Regions from separate parts of the Mus musculus genome. Here regions 1 and 3 are each linked to region 2. Evidence: chromatin contacts called from public HiChIP or PLAC-seq data. All regions are on one chromosome and are shown on one strand. Each heading gives the region's core, a stretch centred on a gene start, on an enhancer-like site or on the middle of the called end of the contact. The rest is flanking DNA. Distances are from core to core; before and after follow the strand shown. Region 1 overlaps Gm12610 (predicted gene 12610). Region 2 overlaps Gm49890 (predicted gene, 49890). Region 3 overlaps Gm12610 (predicted gene 12610).

The links. HiChIP or PLAC-seq counts read pairs in DNA pulled down with a chosen protein or histone mark.
Region 1: a FOXA1 HiChIP or PLAC-seq map of pancreatic cancer cells shows a contact between it and region 2. The contact joins two enhancer-like sites. A contact is called at or near these places in 1 of 15 datasets of contacts at CTCF or cohesin (the NIH/3T3 cell line) and 2 of 115 datasets of contacts at active chromatin or transcription factors (the NIH/3T3 cell line and pancreatic cancer cells).
Region 3: a CTCF HiChIP or PLAC-seq map of the NIH/3T3 cell line shows a contact between it and region 2, with 9 read pairs. The contact joins two enhancer-like sites. A contact is called at or near these places in 2 of 15 datasets of contacts at CTCF or cohesin (both in the NIH/3T3 cell line) and 1 of 115 datasets of contacts at active chromatin or transcription factors (the NIH/3T3 cell line).

The regions. Positions count from the first base shown.
Region 1 is chr4:89,444,011-89,446,734 of GRCm38.p6, forward strand. All of the region lies in intron 5 of Gm12610 (predicted gene 12610), which reads left to right. It also overlaps the pseudogene Gm12608. Among named protein-coding and RNA genes, the nearest start is that of Cdkn2b, 130 kb to the left of the region's middle. Within about 2 kb of position 1,266, at least 44 of the 459 cell types and tissues checked have an H3K27ac peak or open chromatin away from gene starts, as enhancers often do. A contact at or near this core is called in pancreatic cancer cells, where this site is marked.
Region 2 is chr4:88,937,099-88,939,798 of GRCm38.p6, forward strand. All of the region lies in intron 1 of Gm49890 (predicted gene, 49890), which reads right to left. Among named protein-coding and RNA genes, the nearest start is that of Gm49890, 3.6 kb to the right of the region's middle. Within about 2 kb of position 1,448, at least 144 of the 459 cell types and tissues checked have an H3K27ac peak or open chromatin away from gene starts, as enhancers often do. A contact at or near this core is called in the NIH/3T3 cell line and pancreatic cancer cells, where this site is marked.
Region 3 is chr4:89,401,068-89,403,767 of GRCm38.p6, forward strand. All of the region lies in intron 5 of Gm12610 (predicted gene 12610), which reads left to right. Among named protein-coding and RNA genes, the nearest start is that of Cdkn2b, 91 kb to the left of the region's middle. Within about 2 kb of position 1,439, at least 10 of the 459 cell types and tissues checked have an H3K27ac peak or open chromatin away from gene starts, as enhancers often do. A contact at or near this core is called in the NIH/3T3 cell line, where this site is marked.

The DNA of each region.
Region 1 (2,724 bases), core at 16-2,515, 510 kb after region 2:
GTAACTTCTAATTCATCATCCAGGGATTTTTTTCCATCCTTCCCTGTGACGACACCCTTTCTTCCAGCCTTTGTCATTGCATCAGAAATGATGTTGCCAATGCTTGTCTCCATTTGCAGAAATGGAAGGAACCTGACCAATTCCTTCAGGGGTTGTCCCAGGTTTAGATTGTTCTTTTAAGCTTAGCAATTACAGCATCGACAGCCACCATCACACCTCTCTGGGTCTCCACTGGATTAGCCTTTTTGCTGATCCTTTCAAAGGCCTTCTTGGCAGTAGAACATGCTAGAACAGTGGCAGTGGTGGTGCCATCCCCAGCCTCTTCCTTTGTGTTATTGGCAACATTTAGCTCTCATGCTTTTGTATTTCTCCTGTTAATCAGTTGACTTTGCAACAGTGACCTCCATCCTTGGTGACTTTGAGACTTCCCCAACTCTGTCCAATAATCACTGTTCTTCCCTTTGGCCCCATTGTAACAGCTAGCACATCTGCTAACAGGTCTACATTCTGAAGCGTTAAGGCTCGAACATCCACACCAAATTTTACATCTTTGGCATAGGATCCAGTGAGAGGAAGAGCCAGGCGCGCAGGACTCTGGTCTCATCTGGCAAAGGACTGTGGGTAATCGAAGCACTTCTGAGAGGCAGTGGTGGGAGCGCACATAGTGAGGCAGGCTTTCAGTTGCCAGTGAGGACTAAATTTGGTTTTTGTATGTTGGAAGTTGAACCTCATGCATGCCAAGCACATATAGAGCTCAGGCTTCACTGGTGTTATATATTATGACATTCTGCTCATTTATAATGTAGTCCACTTTAGTCTAAAACCTAGGGAAGTAGTCACAGAGTTTGAACAGCCCGTTAAAATGGCATTTAAGTAGACACAAAGTTAAGTATACCAGTACAGTGTTCCTTTGATGTGGGAATTAAAAATGGGGTGGGAGACTTCACCTGGAAAATGAAGACTAAGTTCTTGGTGCTATGAGAAAAGTAAAACAGGGAAGACAAAAATGGAAATTGCTCACCCATTTGCAAGTTACAGGAAGAGGCAGGTTACAGTTCATAGCATCTCTAATCTCAGGGTGATTGGTCTCAGAGAATGAACCACACAAATAGGAAAAAGCAAAACAAAACAACAACAACAACAAAAACCAGGGAGTGACTCAGCTCTAGCTCAGGTTGCTTCTGCGCCTGGCATGACCTCTGCTGTTGTCCTCGGACCTTGCTTCCCTCCTCCTCTGTCGTTGTGGAGAAACAGGAAGGAATGTTTATTAACAAGGCTGGCTGGGGCCACACCCAAAGCAATATCAGAGTTTTACCTCTCCTGGGCCTGGGAAGAGGTCCAAAGATCAAGGGCAGCTTCTGGTTTGTATGAGGCAAGAGCAAACTTAGAGAATATACTGCTTTTTTTTTTTTTGAGCCTTGACAGATGGTCTGCTGGGTGTGATCTCATCTATTCCTCCTGGCCATCCTGAGGCTTGTAACAGGTCACCAGAACCGTAATCCCCAAGGAGCTTTGCCCAAGATGATGGAAGAGCAATGGTTCACTCTCAGGGTTGTGTCTCCGTGGCAGATGTCTTTCACTGCGGGGTTAGCACCCCAGCTGGGATCCTCAGGTCCCTTATCAACAGCCTTTCCCATTTTATCTTCCAGTCCAATCTTGTACTCGTATCTTACGGGCTCCAGTAATGGGTCACACCTTATGTGCTTGAGAGGGGAGGGGAGAAGGTTGAGCAGAGAGGAAGTAAAGAGATAAGGGGACAGGAGACAGAGATACACAGAGACACAGAGACACACAGCGAGAAATAGAAACAGAGAGAGGGGAACAGAGAGAGACAAAGGCAGAGAGTCAAAGACAGAGAGAGACAGTGAGCAAAGGAGATTTCTTTTAAGATATTTTTAGTATGTTTCCTGCCTCACCGAGTAGGGAGGAGGGATACAATTTTTTTTTATTGCTCTGAAGGGTATAAACCATTCCAACGGGTGCCACCCTGTGTGAAAATTTCAGAGATGCCAATAAGCCACTTGAGACAGTAAGGCTCGTGCCTTTCTGTTCTCATTCCTTATCAGTCTCTGACTTGCAGAGGAGGAATGCTGGGGTGGGGGGGTGGTGGGGGGAAGAAAGAACTTCAAGGTTTTAAGAGGGTGGATTTGTGCCCCTGAAATAAATTGGTACAAGTCCTTGCTTAGGCTGTTTCTCCACCTTTCCTTCTTAATAGCTACACACGTCACAGTCAGACCCTTGTATCAGAACAGTGAAACTTGATCCCCTAAATCCAGGCATCCTAGGACATAGCAGTTCCACCTGTGTGGTCTGTGACCCAGCAGCAAGCAACTGTCCTTGAAATTAACCAGTATGGCCACCAGTCCTGTGCCTATTTTCATCACAGCAGCTGATTAATATAGAACTGCTTAAATGGGTCAGGGAATTCATGAAAATGATTTGTTTAAACAATTGTCACTTATTGGCACTTACCGAGACTATGGCTGCCTTCCAGAGGCAATCAGAGAAACCTGAGGACGTGCCAGCATTGGAGTGTAGCCACTGGGATAGTGAGAATTCTTATCCCAGCACCTTTCCACCTTCCCCACCCCACCCCACCCCCCGTGACATTTGGAAAGTTACCCAACATTTCTGTGCTTCAGCTCCCTCATTGAATATGGTATAATAATCGTGCTTACTTCATAAAGTCGTGAGGCCCCTAAGTCAATAATGCATCTTATTCTT
Region 2 (2,700 bases), core at 198-2,697:
TAGTCACTACTATGTACTCTTCAGAATTTATAAAACTTCAAGAGCCTTCTAGGCTCTTCTAGCTTTCAGGCTTCTTGCTCTCTCTCACATCAACCATGAAGGCAATACCTACGTATAAAATAAAGACCTAATATGATGTAAAAGAAAAGTTTCCAGAAGGCCCACCCCACCTCCAAAAAAAAGTCTATTAAACACGAATCAAAAATGCCTATTTGGGGACCCAACCTAGTTTTCAAGAGGCCCTGTACAAGTTACAAAGGAGAAAGGAAGCGAACTATATTACTTCCTTGGTGGGGGACAACCGCACAATATTATTTTAAGCCTTTTTTTTTTTGATGATAAAAATCAAAATAAAATACCTACGGAACTGCCTCTGGAGATACTGAACAATAACCAGAATGACAGTGGGAAACAACTTAAAAAGTTAGCTCCCCTCCAACCAAACACGAGAAACTCAATAAACCTAAAGTCGAGCGTCACTTTTAAATCACTTAAAACAAAAATCAAGTCAACCAAAACTTTCTCAAAACAAATGATAAAACTGAGCATTGTCGAAACTCCCGTTCACCAAGTATTTTAATCCACAGGTAATAAACTCCCGCAAAATAAATAAATAAATAAAAATAAAAAATTCGTGCCTACTTCCCCCTCTAATTCCACTTCAAAGGTGCCAGGATTTCAATGAGGAAGCTGAAAGACGGGATTCGGATTCCAGAAGCAGTCCCCAGGCAGGAGGGCCACAGCTCCAACCCTTGGTGCAGGTTGTGAGCCCCATTGCCTGTCCCTGTCCTTTAGCTCTTTAGGAGGCCACCTAAGCTTGTTTCGCTGCTCCCTACGCGGCCACTGCCTGGCTGAGGAAACCCTGCAGCAGCCGAGGAGCCGGCCCTTCCAAGGGAGGGTCACGGAGAGAAGGGGCAGGAGCTGACGAACATCCTTCATCCTTTTTCCACCATACGAGTACGAACTGAAAACAAGCGAATCCTCGGCTGTGGGGGTTCTCACCGCACGCCTCGTTTCTGTGCACTCCACCGGAGAAGCCCCCGGGAAGTTTCCAAAGCACCCAGAGTTTGAAATGGTGCGTGGGCAACGCGGGGACTCCCCAGCGGAGAGCGCTCCAGCACGCACGCCGCGCTCTGCTTCCCTGCGCGCTCGAGGATCGCGCGCGGCCCGAGCGTGTGGCCGAGCGCGGGTGGCTGTGCGGGACCGCGCCTCCGCTCCCCACGCGCGCCGCCGAGCCGCCTCGTCCCTCGGCTCCCACCAACCCCAGGGTGGCTCGCCGCGCGCCCGGGCCCGCTTACCTGCGGCCTCCACGCACCCCGCGCGCGCCTCTGCGTCCCGCGTTGTGCGCAGGTCGAAAGAAAGCGCCGCGGGCTGTGCCACCTCCGCGCGCCCACACCTGCCGCGCGGCCCGACGCCCCGCCCCGGCCCCGCCCCGACGGGACCGGCCGCGCCTCCGCCCGGCCAGCACCAGCTGCAGCCGGCGCAGCTCCCGAGCGCCGCGGCTAGGCAAGGTTCGCGACAGTCACCGCTGGGGCGGCAGCCACCGCGTGGCAACCTGCGCGAGCCCCGGCATTCTTGACCAGCAGGCCAGCGGCGATGCTGGCAGGGGTCTTCAGAAACCCTGGCGACTGGTGCAGCCCAGGGATCCAATGGCGTTCAAGCCGGAGGGGAGCTCTCCCATCCCTGGCATCCTGGTCTTGGCTGCCTTGAGGCCTTCCTGGACGTTTTTTTTCTGTACCCACCTGCTCCGGATCTTGTTCTTGAGCAGCCTGAGTGCTGCTCTCTGAATCTCTTTACTGGCGTTGCCTTTGTATGAATGCTCCCGTGCACTGCCCTGTCTCCAAGCACGTCATTTTTATTGTCCGATGAGATTCATGTTTAATACTAGAGCGTACAAGCAGAGACATGCGCTTTCCCAATCCTTTCCATGTAAGTTTCAATTACCTAAAAGGTAGAGGTTAGGTTGCCCATCTTGGAAATTCTCAAGCAAATACAGAATTATACACAGCAACATATTTTTTTTTCTGTAGTCTGCAAGCACAGCATGAGGCCTTTTACACTGATTTAAGAGGGTGGAAATTGTCTTTGTACAAGTAAATGCAATTACATTTTAGCAAAAGTCCCATTACCCACCAAGAAAAATTCTACAAGTGGGGTGAGGAAAGGAGACGAATAAAATTCATGGTGATGTTTAATTAATGATGAGATAACATCTCAGTGTAAAAAAAAAATCACATATTCAAACCAGGTGAAAATTACTCACCAGATGTTCCTTAATGAGGTGGTACTCATTTGCTTAGCCGACTACAGAAAAGACAAGCCAAATAGGGTTGATTTATTACACAAATTACACTAACATGCATATATATGAGCTTAAGACTTATGTGAGAAACTCGGGTTTAATTTTTCCTTATGAAGCAGGTGCATAAAATGTTTTTTTTTAATGCTCTCTCCTACACCCAAGTTATGTGTGTTAAGGTCGTGATGATTAATGGTTAACAGTGTTGAATGCACAATGGTAGGAACCATTACACTTCACCTGAAAATGGCTCTGACTCATGAACTCCATTTTGAAGAACTGAAAACTCTCAAGGTTGATCCACTACCTTGATCAAAAAATAAGAATCGGCAGTCAAACATGTCACTATTAAAGTAATTGTGAAGTTTTTTTGAAGTTAGCTTTAAAGTTTATAGTCTGAG
Region 3 (2,700 bases), core at 189-2,688, 460 kb after region 2:
AATGCTAAGACCAGGAAAAATAGCCTTCCAATTGGTTATCCAATACCAAGTAGTCAGCCTGAAAATCTCTCTCTCTCTCTCTCTCTCTCTCTCTCTCTCTCTCTCTTTCACACACACACACACACACACACACACACACACACACACACACACACACACACACACACCACACACCTGACTATACTCTATATGTTACAGAGCACTGAAAGAGCCCAAATCTTCAAATTTCTATCAACTGTCAAACAATGGCTCTTAAGTAACTATCTTCATAATCCCTTACTTAGTCTATTGCTTTTAAAATTAAGTTGTAGCTGTGTGTGATAACACACACCTTTAATCCAGTCACCCAGGATGTAAAGGTAGGAGGTTATTTGTGAGTTCAAGGCCATCATGGTCTTCATTATCAAGACCCAGGACATCTAGAATTACACAGAGAGACCCCATCTAAAAAACAAAAAACCCCAAACCAACCCCCCCAAAATCTTTGTTTCCATTTCTTCTTCTTTCTTTTCTTTTTTTTTTAAAGATTTATTTATTTTATTTATATGAGTATATTTTAGCTGTCTTCAGACACCAGAGGAGGGCATCAGATCCCATTACAGATGGTTGTGAGCCACCATGTGGTTGCTGGGATTTGAACTCAGGACCTCTGGAAGAGCAGTTAGTGCTCTTAACTGCTGAGCCATCTCTCCAGCCCAGGTTGCCATTTCTTAAGTCCTTTAGATCCCAGAAACATGAAGTACATGTTGGTTACTTGGTTACTCTTCAGAACTTGAAAAAAAGATTGTATTGCTGAAGATATCATATTCTTGAGTCATAGACCACAAATAAATCAAGCTTTGACCAACCTGGAAGCTTCATCTTTCCTGGCTAACTTTCATAATGCTACAAGGTTCTATTTAGAGTAGTGGGGGAGGGAGAAAAGTATTCGACCATTGTACTTAGCTGTGAGCTCCATGAGATACAATAATGACTAGCCTGGCAAGATATGCCCCGGGGTGCAATATGGCACAAGTGAGAACAACCTATAGCTTCCTGCTTATGTTTAAAAGTTCCCTTTAGAAGACAGAACTCATGCCTGGTATTGTTAACTGGGCCAAATGTGTCTGGCTACGTCATAGCCCTAGGGGAGAATACAATATTATTATTCTATGTATTATTAAATTGCCACTGAGATCTATTTATACTGAGATTAGTACTGTATTCTCAGCAGAAGAGCTTCTTTTCATAGTAGGTGGTAATTAATACAAAGATCCACAACTTGCCAATGTGTAGAGCGTAAGAGATCATTCAGTGGTCAGCTCAAAATGAGATGTCTGTATCACACACTTTCTACTCAAGGGTCAGTAAGAGCAAAAGGAATGGGAGCAGCAAGATCATAAGAGGCAGCTAGGGGATGTCTGCAGTGAAACAGTATTTGCTGGGCGTGGCACAAGGGTTGCACACATGAACTCACCGTGGCTGTGACTGCCAGCATGGATCAGGGAGAGGCCTCACGAATTCCCCAGTTGTGAAGATGGTAATGGCTGCTGTGGGAGGGAGGCTCTTTGTTGTTCATGGATTCAGTTAAGAGACTACCTGTGCTTCAATTCATGGTCCTACACTCATGCACGTACAGGCAGAGCTAAATGTTTATCAAAAACAGAACACATGAAGTTGGGAGGGAAAGTGGTGTGTGTATAAGAGGATTTTGAAGGGAAGAAATGGGGATGGCATGTTTGATTAAAGCATACTTATATACAATATGAAATTCCCAAACAGTAAAAATGAGTCATAGTCTATTATCAATACTTATTTAGATCAGTTCATGGATTTAAACAAGCAACCTGCTAAGCTAAAATGTGTTACCTTTATGCTTTAGAGCAGTGGTTCTCAGCCTTCCCAATGCTGCAGCCCTTTAATACAGTTCTTCATGCTGTTGTGACCCTCACCCATAAAATTATTTCATTGCTACTTCATAACTGTAGTTTTGCTACTGTTATGAATCATAATGTAAATATCTGATATGCTGTATACCTGATATGTGACCCTTATGAAAAAAAGAATTGCTTAACCCCAAGGGGGTCACAACTCACAGGTTGATAACCACTACTTTAGATGAAGAGGTTTAGGGAGGTTGTGCAAGTTGCCCAAAGTAGTGCAGAATCAAAGCATTACGTCATATTGTATGCTTTTTTTTTCCTTTTTGATCAAGTTGCACATGCTAGGCAAAAACCTTACCACTAAGGTACATTACCAGCCTTTCAGCTAGAAATATTGGATCCAAATGTCTTTCTGCCTCTAAGCTCAGAGATTTTGAACATTCATGATTAGTGTCTCATGGGTCAGAAAGTGAAATTTTTTTACACAACTATAAAGGAATCAGTATGATCTATGACTAATACACTTTCTGCAGAATTCCAGATTCTGTCTAAATATAGAAAATTCATTTTGAAAATGAACTCAGGGTTCTTTTGAGAATCAGGGCACTTCCTTAATCATATAGTAAGTGGGTTCGTGTGGCTTTCCAGTGATCAGTATGATTGGGTTGATCTAAGTGCCTTCCCACCTTTGTCCAGCCCCATATGGGTCATCTACATTTTTTTGTACTCTCAAAACAGGGACTGGAGAGGATGTGACACTATTTTGTCTCTGTATGCTTTGCCTATAGTCTCCCAGTCTATGGTATGCATGTGTATGCACACATTTGTATGTGTGCAC